2 separate regions of the Gossypium hirsutum genome follow, and region 2 is linked to region 1. A link is a contact called in public Hi-C data. All regions are on one chromosome and are shown on one strand. Each heading gives the region's core, a stretch centred on a gene start, on an enhancer-like site or on the middle of the called end of the contact. The rest is flanking DNA. Distances are from core to core; before and after follow the strand shown. Region 1 has its middle 21 kb from the start of LOC121221442. Region 2 holds the start of LOC107892208 (transcription factor SCREAM2).

Region 1 (6,554 bases), core at 3,041-5,540:
CGGAATACATAGTAATTACTAAAGCAGTAAAAGAAGAAATTTGGTTAAGGGGAATGATTAGTGAACTGGTAAGTGAAAAAGGGGGAAATGTAATATATTGAAGTAGTCAAAGTGTTATACATCTCAGAAAAAGATCAAATGCATCACGAAAGAATGAAACACATAGACATTCATTATCACTTTGTTCGAGAGGTGATCATTCAAGGGGATGTTTAGATTATTAAAATTGGCACAGAACATAATCCAACCAACATGTTGAAAAAGAGTCTTCTAGTTTCAAATTTCGAGCATTGCTTGGACTTGGTAAGTATATAACGAAGATCAAATTACGCCCATAACAGGGCTTGGCAAGGGAGCTAAGTCAAATACAAGTTAAGCTGGAGATTTGTGGAGCAATGCCTTGCATTTTTGGACTAAACAGTATGTGACATCGCAATGAGGAAGTGTTCTTTGTCCTAACGAGCAGTTGACGTCATGACAAGAAGAAAGCCCTCGTCCCGACGATGCGATGTCTCTTTGTCCCAACGACGCGATGCCACGTAACAATTTGGCAACGTTCACCTTATGTTTTTCAGGTTTTCTTCTCCCAATTAAACTTTGTTTTTAATTTCCCACTTAAAATCTGATTAACCTAGAGTTGTTCTAGTCAAATATGATCAAATTTCAGCCTATAAATAGGCCTTAGTTACTCTAGGTTTGACACAACAAAAATATTTAAATTGAGAGAATTATGTTTTTTGTTTTGAAGAATTTTTCTTTTGAGGCTTTAGATTTTCCTTTAATTCTTTCCATCTTTTGTACTCTCCTTTATTATAGTGAAATCTCCTTTTGTCAGTTGTTTTTTATCATCTTTTAAAGATTTTTTCTATGTTAAAATTTACGTATTCAATTTTTTTAATTTTACTTTATTTACTTGTTTGTTGCATACCCAAGATAAAGTCCCTACAATTTCCAACATTTGAAAGTTAAATCAATTTAGAATATTGATCGAATTTCTAATTGCATTAACCCAAAAAATAATTCAAATCCATGCCAACTAGTTTTTAATTAATATTGTTCCCAAAACCACAGTTAAAGTGACAAAATTGTTGTTCTTGTGCATTATACATTTAAATCCTGCGTCCCAAGTCCCCTCTACAAATTTCCTAAATTTGTAAAGGAAAAAAATACTGAGGTTATGTTTAATAAATACCGAAAGGATGAGTTTCACGATCCAAGAACTTCCAATTCCATGGTGTATTTTAGGTTAAAATATGCTTTTAAGTATTTGTATATTTTTTTATAAATTTAGAATTTTATTTTTTTATTTTTTTAAATTTTATCCTTTTTTATTTTTTAGATTTCAAATTTTAGATCCAATTATTAATATTGTTAAAATATTTTTTGTTAAATTTACTTGTTTTTTATTTTGAAATAGAAAAAATACTCGCTTAGTAACCATAATAATGAACTTGAATTTAATTCAAGAATTTTAACTATGTCAACGATTGCACTTGCATTTTAAATCTAAAAAATAGAGGAACTAAATTCTAAATGTTCAAAGAGTAAAAGGAACTTCAGCATGTTTTAACTGGTATTTTAAAAGACATAATGATAAATTTGTGTTTACATCCCTTATCAGTTTTGCCCCCTTTTTATTTTTTTAGCTAAAATGCTAACTAAAACATTGATTTTCAAACAATATTGGAATAATAAGCCATGTGGCAGTCCACTTGTACTTCATACTACATGATATTATTTGTCTTATATGTCATGACAACAAATAATTTAAAAATTAAAAATATTGAAAAAATAAAATATTAAGAAAATAGCATAAAATACAAGTGGATTGTCATGTCAACTGTTATGTTTAAAACTTTAGTATTTTAGTCGGTACTTTCATTAAAAAAAACTATAATTCAAGTTTTTTTTTGAAAGGTTAATGATTAAATTTGACTACTTTTATAAGGTTGGGGATCAAATTTAACTAAAAAAATAATGATCAAAATTACAAAAATTATAAACATTAAAAACTAAATTTTTCATTATATCTTTAAAAACAAAAATTTTGATGCTACATTAAAATACTATCTTTAGAGAGAATATGAAATTACCTTGATGTTAATGAAAATTTTGAATAATTAATGGCTACGTTGAGAAAGGTGAATATCCCTTGATATTTTAACCTAGTTCAACTAGTCAATGGAGAGTGTTAGTTGCAAAAAAGTTGGAGATTTAGAAAATTCTCTTTTGGATTTGATTAATATATATGTTGTTCACATGATTCATAAAATGCAGGAGTAGCATGGAAGAAGTATTAACCAATAATGTTAATGACATTTTGAATACCCTATTACAGCTTAATGATTCATACGTAATTTTTGGCTGTAATCTTTGTAATCTTTACGCGTTTTCGTGTCATTCAAATAATTAACAGTTTTATTTCTTATTTTCATTGTATTAAAGGAGAATATTATCTTTGTTATGGCATTTCCTGTTACCGATTCAAAACTCGAACATAACTCTGAATTATCAACCCACAATCCGAATAGATATAGAGGAACATGGGCCTCACAAGATAGAAGCATTAAGGGCTCGTGGGGAGAGCTCACATGATGAGCTCGTGAGCTAGGTTCGAATGCATATTACTGGGGGTTCGCAGGCAGAAGATGTGAAGTCAAGCTTGTGATACGATAAACACGTGTTAAGTCCAGAGTAGTATATATGTTGGCATGCATAGAGCTTACCGAAGACGTCATTTCGATGATCAATAACCTTATCTTATAAACACCTGATTCGATTCAGAAAATATATATTATGTGGGAAAATATCAAATAATTATTATACTTTTTATAGTACTATTCGATTCAGAAATGTTTCCCGTGACATATTCCCCATATATATTAGCTTGAAATCTACCAAATGTAAATTCCCATAAGATTACACAGCTACGACAAAAAGACACCAAGTAAAAGAGAAATTAATTCCTGAATTAGTATCTAAATTATATATTTTTTTCACTTTCGTTGGTCAAACTGTTAAGTGTATTTAAGAAAATGCTTAACCCATAAATTTGTAACTAAACCATGCATTTTCTCATTTTTGGTATTTAAACTTTTTTTTTGTTACAAGTAGTATCTAAACTATTGTTTTTTTTTTCTCAATTTGGTATCTTTGTTAACCAAATCTTTAAGTCTATTTGTTTTTCTATAAAAAATGTGGCAAAAAAGACAAAAAGCATTATTTTCTCTTTTATATATAATGTTTCTTTTTTCTCTTTAGAACAAGACAAATGGCCTAACCAAACAGGTCACGAATTCTTGATTTGATCCATTCTTCCGATTCAATCAAATAAATTATTAAAAATTTAGAAAATAAAAAATAAGTAAAAAATAGAAAATCAGACCAATTGTTTTTCTTAGCTTCATTCAACAGGCTTGTATTGGTTTGTGGCTCAATTAGTTCAACCCCTATCTCTTGACTAATATCTCAACCGGTTCCCGATCTTACTAGTCCGACAAGCCGTTCCGATCAATGAAATAACATTTTCGATCTTGTCAAGTCGAGCAAGGAAGTGATGAGGTTCAAAAATAGAATTATTCGCCAGCACCTCAACCCCATGAGGGTGAATTTCAAGCGTTGCTAGTATTGCAAAAGAAGAAGAAAAAAAGAGGAAAAATAGAAAAGAAAAACTAAATAATATAAAAGAAAAAATAAAAGAATTAAAAAATATTTTTAAAGTTTATATGATGTGAAAATTTATTTTTGGTTGGAATTTTTTAACAGATATAATATTTTGTGTAAAATGGATAACAAAAGAATAGTTTAGTTACTACTTGTGGGAAAAAAATATTTAGCTACCAATAAGGGCAAAAAATATAGAGCTTAGGTGCTAATTTATGGGATTAAGCTTTTTAAAAAATTAACGGTTTAAACCAACTTGAAAAAAAAATTTATATGTCAATTTATGATTTAACCTTAATACAAAAAAATGTCGATAAAATAAAAATTAAAAAAAATTAAATTCAAAATTTAAATGTATTAGATGGCATCTTAAAGATGAAAGTGTACATTAATTGTATTTAATATTCAATAAATATTTCTAGTCAAATTGAAAAATTCATATTACTTACCTTTGGAATAAAATAGAAGTTATTCCTTTTATTTTGGAATTCTTGTATATTTTATTGTATAATTTTAGCTTTATATATAAAAAAGATTATCCTTTTACAGAAGAGTAATATAGGATTCTTCTGACTTGGTATAGCGAAACTCACGTGGGTTTCGCTCCGGGGAAGTACATTCACATGCCAATGTGATAATGGAAACAAAATTGTAATAAATCTATAACGTTAGTTGATAAGTGCTGTTAATTGCGTGTGTATATATAGACAAAGAGAGAGAAAAAAATATTAAAGAATCTACAAAGATAACATAAAATACAAAGACAAGATCCAAGTTTTGTTGTACGGACATATTAACGTTTTGTAAGAAAATGAAGTTAGAACAATATCCAACATAAATCAAATTAAATGGATAGAAGGAAGGGTCATTTTCAATAATAAAAATATTCTTTAAATTGCATTTGTTTTTCTTGGTTATTTCTATCAAAGCTCACCAAACTATTGCCAAAACTTTGTATTAATCCCTAAACTTTAAAACGATCTGTTAAGTTCTTTTAAAGTGTAATTTTTTATTATTTTAGCTATTAATTTGGATATGACATGGAGAATAGTTAAAATATATTAAATTAAATTGTAAACATATGTATATTTATGATATGGATAATTTTGATATGAATATTAAAAATAAGCAGTGTTAATAAAGTACAAACCTTATGGTAGCAATGGATCGAATGGTTCTGAATAATCAAAACCAAATCTTTGATTAACCCCAGCAAGAAGGCCTGCTTTGTATCTAACAACAAAATAATATCTTTCTCTGTATCACATACTATATAGACATATAGTTTTTTTTAGCCACCACATGGAGATGTAATTGACAAATGGCATATTGTAGAACAGGATCTAATCCAGGAAATGCTAAAAATAGATTGAGGAGCATAAGTTGTTTTACACTATTTTTGTATAATCTCTTGGAGAAAATGCATTTGGAAGGAATTGTTGGTTGCTTTTCAAGATCATGGCAAGGTTATGGATGCTATTAATTATTCCATTGAAGAGAAGTAGATGTGGTAGACGTTTTTAATTTATTAGGTATTCATCTTTACCCGATGCTCGTAAAGCTTGTAACAAATTGAATGAGTTTTGGATACTGGGTAACAAGATAAACGTACTTATGGCTAGGTTTAAAAGTTGGATAAATTTGTGGAGACGGGTGAGGGCACAAAATATAAAAGAGGGTTGACGCATGCTCAAAGTGTTTCATCTAGTCAAGTCGAATAAAAAGAATTAAGAATTGAGTAAGAAAAATCGAAAACCAAAACGAACTAAGGTATTTGAACGTTTATGAAATGCAAGTTTAAAATAGTTATTCGAAACTGAACTCAAATATATTTTTTTTATTCAATATATAATTAATTTATTTTTTTATAATATAAAAATGAATGTTTTATATTTAAAATAATAAAAATAACTTAAAAGTTCTTAAAAGATTATTACTTTTAGAAATATTTATAAAAAAACTTTAAAATTTTATCATATAGTATGCAAAAATAATAAAACAAAGCTCATTTTTTCGAAATAAATCTAAAGATCTAAAGCTAAAAATTAATATGAAAAAATCGAAACCAAAATGAACCAAACCGAATTATGATGAATAGTTCAAAAACTCTAAAAAATTCGACCAAACTGAACTGATATCACCCTTAAAAAGCTAATTTTTCCTCAAGGTCCCATTAGAAATCAGGTTCCAATTAAGTGAAAATTAATCTTAAATCTTCCATACAAGGATTTGTTTCAAGAAGCTCATTAAGTTCTCAATAAGGTGATTCGAAGAGTGATGAAGACAAAACTTGAAAAACTTTTGTCGAAACCAAGGATCGAGAATAGGAAATTTATTAATAAATAATTTAAATTGGAAAGAACTCTTGCTTTAAGCATTGTAAAAGAGTTTCTTCCTCTAGAAGTTTAATTCGTTGATTACATGAGGTAATTCGGAGTCTTAGCCGAATAGCCCTTGGAATCCTTAAACAAACCAATATTTCGCCTTAGTAAAAAGGCATTGCATTTGTTTACTTCTCACATTGCAAGTAAGTCTTTTATTTATTATTTTATTACTTCTTTTAGTTCGTTTTAAATTCTTTAATTATTATTTTAGAGTTTTCTAGCTTTCTTGCAATGCAAGTTTGGCCAAAGAAAGAGTTTAAATAAAATTCATTGCACTTGCCCTAACTTCATTAGGGCTCTTAAGATTTTAGAATTTGCTCTTGATTTGCCACAACTCATTGTGGTAAATTAGAGTATTTTCGGCACTTAATGAGTTTGTTTTTTAGTTCTTTTATACGTTTTTATTTCATTTTTCGTTTTTAGTAGTTTAAGTTTAATTTCGATAAAATAAGCATTTTTTACGCACTTTTCTAGTGTTTTAATAAACTATGAAGCCAACTCAGGCAT
Region 2 (6,554 bases), core at 2,470-4,969, 97 kb before region 1:
GGTGATCCAAATTAATTTCAATATTAAATACCATATTTAAATATTATTTTCATCATAAAAGCCTCGAGAATTGACTAAATTACCTTTATGACAAATTTATCATTTTACCCCTTTTGCTCTTTTTCATTATTTCTTCCCAAAATTTGATACTTAATCCAAACCAAATTCATCATTAATATTTAAGTCTTAATATAAGTCCTTGATTTGTGAGAATTAAAATTTTTCGCTTTATGGGTGAAAATGAGAAATTATAATTTAGTCCCTATATTTTCCACTTTTTTCCAATTCAGTCCCAAAAGTGATTTTCATATCATCAAATCATGTTCCAATTTATTTCATGTCCAATAATCCATAATGATTCATATTTTCCTCTTTTGGATGAATTCGCACCTTAGTCCTCATACTTTTCAAAATTTACGATTTGGTTCTTTTTGTCATATTTCACCTTAACAACCTTTTCCATTTAATTCATTCTCCAATATCAAATTCATTTCATAAATCTTCTTTTTTGAATCATTCCATAAATTTTTTTCACAATTTTCTCAATTTTCGAAGCCGAAATTATGCCACGTGTCATATTGAAATTTTTAGGACATTATAAGAATAATATGCATAAAGAATATATTCAAATAGCTCAAGATAAGTCTTGAATTTTCAAGGTATAATTCCATTTTAGCCTGATTCGACTTGATCTAATCCATTAAACATGGGAAGTTGATTGCTTTGATAAAAATTCAAGTCAATCTCCAAAACATGTTACTATGTGTAGTTTAGGTATCAAGGATGGGCGGAAAATCGTCCACAGTGATAGCAGGAATCACAACCCAATGAATTTTGTTGCCAAAATTTGTCAACACAAAGATGACAAGTTTTCTGAACATATAGTGCTACTACAAATTGGCACTAGTTTGGGCACTCCTCAAAAATTGCCTAAAAAATCTCCCCTGTAGCAAATTCTTTATGTTTTTTTATTTTCTCTTTTTTTTGTATTATATGTATTAAAAATGGAAAGAATATATATAAAGTAAATTATATATATTTTTAAATTTCTGGAGATTTTCTATATATTTTTTAATTTTTTAGATTTTTCTAATTTTACGGATTTTTATGTTTTTTGTAATTTACATATTTTTAAAATATTCCTAAATATTCTATATTTTTCTTATTTTAAAATTTTTGATATTTTTCTAATTTTCTTCTATTTTTTAAAGTTTTCCCAATTTATTTTGATTTTTTAAATTTACTTCACACAAAAATATGTCGTGTGACGTGGGTCGCTGGGAGCGTGCCACATTAGCTTCTTTTAATGTTGTTAATGGTTAGAACAACGCGATACACGGTTAGAATTTTCAAGTACTAAATTGATACAAAAAATTCTTTCAGTACCAAATTGATAATTAAGTGCAAATTTAAAAGGTAAATGATTCATTATATTTCACACTCAGTACAACAAAAATTTTGTCATAATCATTTAATTTAATTTCTTTTTGTGTAGGGCTGTTGAAGTCTAGTTACCCATATGATTGTTGCGTCATTATATATCTTTGGAAGTATGATTTGTTATGAACAAAATTATCAAAGAAAATTTATAGATCAGTTTACTTGTTGAATTTTCTTATGAGTTTTGGTTCCAAAAAGCTATAACTATTAGCTGTTTAATTAGGCATGGTCCCAACCAAGTAGGAAACTAAATTTATTATGTATATGTAGCCCGAAAAGACCATCAGTATGTATAAAAGCAGCTGTGAAACTTGAAAAAGTTATTGTGAAGGCCAATAAACTAAATCCTTTTGCATGTTGCAATATCCATGCATGGCAACTACATCTACTGCACCAATGAGGAAAAAAAAATCTTCTGAACATTTCATAATAAGTTATAATAATCACTTTGTCATCGTCTTTATTGAAAATCTTATATGAATATATATATGGTCCTACCCCTAATTTAGATGCATCGTTTTCTTATATAACCTTGATGTTTATTTTCTTCTTTAACAAGCACTATTGATTGTAAGTGGTGAAACTTTACAAGCAACTTTCTTTTTAATCTTCACAAGAAGAAGCTTTAGACTTAATTACTTTATCCTTTTTACTAAGGGCTTTTCTTTTTTCTTTTTGGATCAATTACAGAAAGAGATACTAGACTGGAATTAGCACACAATAAACTAATAGAATCTGGATTTAGTCCAATTGATTCATGCATGCGGTTATCCTTAAAAGGTAGATCTCGTATTACATTTTGGTAAACTTCACTCAATATTTGAGATTAATTTTTGATTAAACGACATTGCCAATAAGGTACATATGAAAAAAACAAAAGCATGAAAAAGAAAGTTAATAGATAACAACAAAAAATCCATTTACTCCTGTTGATCAGTACCCTCACTCCAATTCTTAATAGCTTGCAACACTGCTTGTTTCACCACTTGTGCATCAATAGATTCACTTTGTTCTTCATTCTGCCAAAAAAAAATTGAAAGCAAAATATATATTATAATGCAATCCATAGTTCTACATTAACAAAATCATAATCAGATAACTCGAGAACAATGAATCATGGTTTCAAATCTAGTCTGAAGGATAAGAAAGAACATATATATATAATTTATATCAGATCGTTGTGACGATTCTTTAACCTAAATATACACATATAATTTATGTATGAAGATAAATTCAGATGCTTACTTCTCCACCAACTGCTTGTAATCGAAAGCTATCAGTGCAAGAAACCCTAGCTTCAAGAATATTAAGACCCAGTTCTTCAAAGGCTTCCAATAAAGAAACAAGCAGACCAGGGCAGCTCTTTTCTGAAAATACATTGATAAGAAAACCCTTCTCTAGTGTTTCTACTGCAACCTGCTATGTTGAAAAAAAAAAATATAATACAGTTTAAGTTGAAGTTGAAACCAAAAATAAAAGGAAGAACAAATATGAGAAAATTAATTACCATAGGCAATGCATTTTGATCATTTGAAGTTTGTGCAGCTGATATATCTTGATTCAATCTTTCTACTTTCTGTTTTAGCTCTTCAATGTACTTTGATGCGTCCACAATGATTGTTGTTTTATTCACCTGCCATGCCATGTAATTTTACAATTAAATTGGGGGGGGGGGTAACATAAAGTTTTCTTCCTCTTGCTTTCTTTCCCTTTTCTCTTTTCATTAATTTCAGAAATTTAAACACAAGCTAGATTATGAATATTCAATGAAAGATAGGATATAGGAGGAGTATCCCTTATAGCTCCAAGAAGAATAATTGAAAACCAATAAGAAACAGTGGCACACAAAAGAAGACTGCTGAATAGCAATGAAAGCAAATTAAGGGGGGCTTAGAAGGGTTATGGAAAAATAGATATAGAGAAATTACAGCATGAGAGTTTGTAATGGAACGAAGAAGTTGAAGCTTCTCATGCAGTGCTGCTCTCTTGTGCTCCCTAGAAACCATTTTCTTTTCTCTTTTTTGTGTATAATTTTTATATAATTTCTCTCTTATATCTTTGAACTTTTTTGCTCTATTATCTATTATCCCCTCTTCCTCTTCTCCTCTCTTTTTTATTTTTTTTTTCTCTTTGCTTTTCAACTCTCTGCAATGCTCTGAGAGGCTTTTTTATTTTAAGAAGGGATGAGCTCTCAAATCTGTAGGATCCTACTATTTGCTTCCCGCATGAATGCCTCAGTTTCTTACCACCATAATATAATATAGATTCCATCTCATTTTACCACATTGCCCTTTCTAATTTTGTTAATATATATTATTGCATTTTATGTGATAATTATGCTATCCAAACCTGCGTTATCCGGATTCGTAATGAGTGTTTGTATGGATATCATAATTTTTTTTTAAATTTGTTTTATATATTTTGAGTTTTATACGTTCGTTTACGTTTATTTCAAAGAAAATGGACAATTCAAGAATATGGTCCCAAAGAATTTTTAAAGTTAAATCCTACCTTAGGCAACCTTGCAAAGATTATATAGGTGTTTTGGATGTATGAGATGTTTACATTTAGTAGAAACTTAAAAGCCAATGATGCACAAAAACACCTAAGGAAAGCATCAAAACTCCATATAACTTTTGGTTTTTTAATTTGGCCGACCAAAAAAAGAAACTTAAAAGCTTTATAGCAATATGCATTACACACTATGTAACTTAAAAGCTTTATAGCAATATGCATTACACACTATGTATTATTTTGAAAGCTTTTCAACTAACATAAAATTATATCAAAAATATATTTATAATGATTTAAGCTTTATTTAGGGATCGATTTCAAGCATGATCAAATATATAATTTTTAACTAATAATCATGTGTATGTAATTAGTAATTCACTATATACAAAATTTTATATGTTGTTTTTATTTTATTTTCATAGCAAAGAATCATACTAGTCCCATAGTCTTGATTGTGCATGTATATCACTTGCCTTCTAGGAAAGTTATCTTCAAGTTCCTAGATAATTAATTAGTTTGGATGAAAAACATAGACTTAATTAATTGTGGTAGTTTCACAATATATTTTTAAATAGTTCCATATAGCTAAATAGTTTGATAATTTGATATTCTTAGATTTAGGGATCAAGATCTAAAAATTAAATTGTAAAAATTAAACTTGTACTCAAAAACTTTTTTGTTTTACCAATAGGGTAAAGAGAAAGGATTATTCAGATTTAAACTTACAACCTAATATCAAGTAAAGCAATCATTTACCTTTAACTTATAAGCCAAATAGTTTATAACAAGGTATACAAATCACACTTAGATATGAGAGATGTGCAAATTACACTTAGATATAAGGGGGGTATTTGGGGAAATGGCATTTGATGAGAAAGGAGGAAGGGGGAATGGGGGGAATCATGAGGTGAGGTCTCGTGAAGGAGTGGAAGTGAAAAAAAATGGCCATCGAAAGAAGTGAAACAAAAGGAGTGGATGTTTTAGTTTTGTGATATATTGGAATGCCTCCAAACACTCCTCACGGGGCCTTTGTTTAAGACTCTTGCCCCCCTCTCATCACCAGCTAGCCGTCACACTCTTTGTCTTCTCTCTCTCTCTCTCTCCACACGTGCCATTCTTTGCCCTTATAATCACTATAATTTTTTTCCTTACTCATCATCTTCATCAAATCAGAAACTTTGGCAATTCATTCATGCACTCAATAATTTTTGTTTTCTTGGAAATTGAATCTATTATCATCATTTCACAAGTAATTAAGGATAAGTTTGTGGAAGAAAAAATAATAATTTGACACATATGTTATTTCCATGGCAGCTATTAACTGATACATAAGTTTATTTGGATATGTATTATATGCGTTGGCATTCCCTAAAATCGGAGTTTAATCCAATTAACTTATATAATTAATTATAAAACTATTATCATAATTTTATTTTTATTTTAAATTATAATATTATGATAATATGTGTGATTTTTCAATCAATGCTAGGGTCAAGCGGTTAGTAGGGATCTGGACTCTCTTAAAAATAAAAAATTTTTTTAGCTCTTTTATAATTCATAGAATTTTAAATTAATAATGATAAAATTATATTTTGACCTCCTCTTAAAATAATAAAAATTTTATTTAATCTTTTAAAAATTATAAAGATGTATACTATTCAAATAATAAAATTATATTTTTACTATTGTAAAATATATAACTTAATTCCACCAAAAAAAATTTGGCTTCTCCTGCTTCCAATAACATAAACGCAGCCAAAAGAAAACAAAAGGAAAACATTGTGAATGGCATGTTCTGTTGTAGTGAATATTTCCAATAAGACCAATAATATTATATAAGTTATACAAAAATTTTGGGAAAGGAAAGAACACCCATTGATCTCATTGTCATATGATAAAAAAAAATATCCTTCCCTATATTCAAGTGATGAATGAAGCTACAGCATCGGGAAGAACTCGAAATGCAATAGGAGAATTTCTGATCAATCGCTAGCCATTCTCCAATGAACATATCACGAGATGTTATATAGATGTAAATATATATATCATTCAACCACATAAACATGAGTTCTTTTTGTTGTTTTTTGGTTTTTCTCATATGATCGTATATGGAAGCTATATAAGCTAGTTTGGATGAGTTTGGGTCCTTGCAATTCCAGCATTGTCTCCATTCCACAGCGACAAATTATGTACCCACCAATTCACATGTGTGCCCTTAATCATTACAACAAAACAATACTCTCAATACGTAAACCTGCGCCAACCTTGTCTCTTGCCTTCCATGAACTTGCTCTAAAAACCACTTCCTATATCAGTTTTTAGATTCCTTTTCTTTTTATTTTTTAACTTCATAAAATTCATGCAGTTATACTAGTGAGTTAAACCCTAGAATTTTTATATACAGATTTGATCTCATTAGTTAGTTTTTTTTTTCTAGTTTTTTATCCCTTATATTATTTATGATGAATAATGTACATACACTACACTTTATATAATAAAGCATCTTGCTTACATGACAAATTGTAGTTTCATCAAGAATAGCAATATGATTATAACCACACATTTATATTTATTAGGATGAATAAATTATCCACTTACAA

What was found. Hi-C and Micro-C count contacts between places; a contact is called where the count stands out from the background.
Region 2: a Hi-C map of leaf shows a contact between it and region 1, with 2.1 times the contacts expected there. The contact joins the promoter of LOC107892208 here to the enhancer-like site in region 1. A contact is called at or near these places in 5 of 34 Hi-C or Micro-C datasets (callus and leaf).

Annotation. Positions count from the first base shown.
Region 1 is chrD09:10,898,282-10,904,835 of Gossypium_hirsutum_v2.1, reverse strand. No RefSeq gene overlaps it. Among protein-coding and RNA genes, the nearest start is that of LOC121221442, 21 kb to the right of the region's middle. Within about 2 kb of position 4,290, at least 4 of the 9 cell types and tissues checked have an H3K27ac peak or open chromatin away from gene starts, as enhancers often do. A contact at or near this core is called in leaf, where this site is marked.
Region 2 is chrD09:10,995,012-11,001,565 of Gossypium_hirsutum_v2.1, reverse strand. It overlaps LOC107892208 (transcription factor SCREAM2), which reads right to left and starts at 3,719. Exons shown (of 4, transcript XM_016817224.2): 1 at 3,369-3,719; 2 at 2,948-3,073; 3 at 2,686-2,859; 4 at 2,167-2,459. The coding sequence starts at 3,446. The coding sequence ends at 2,361.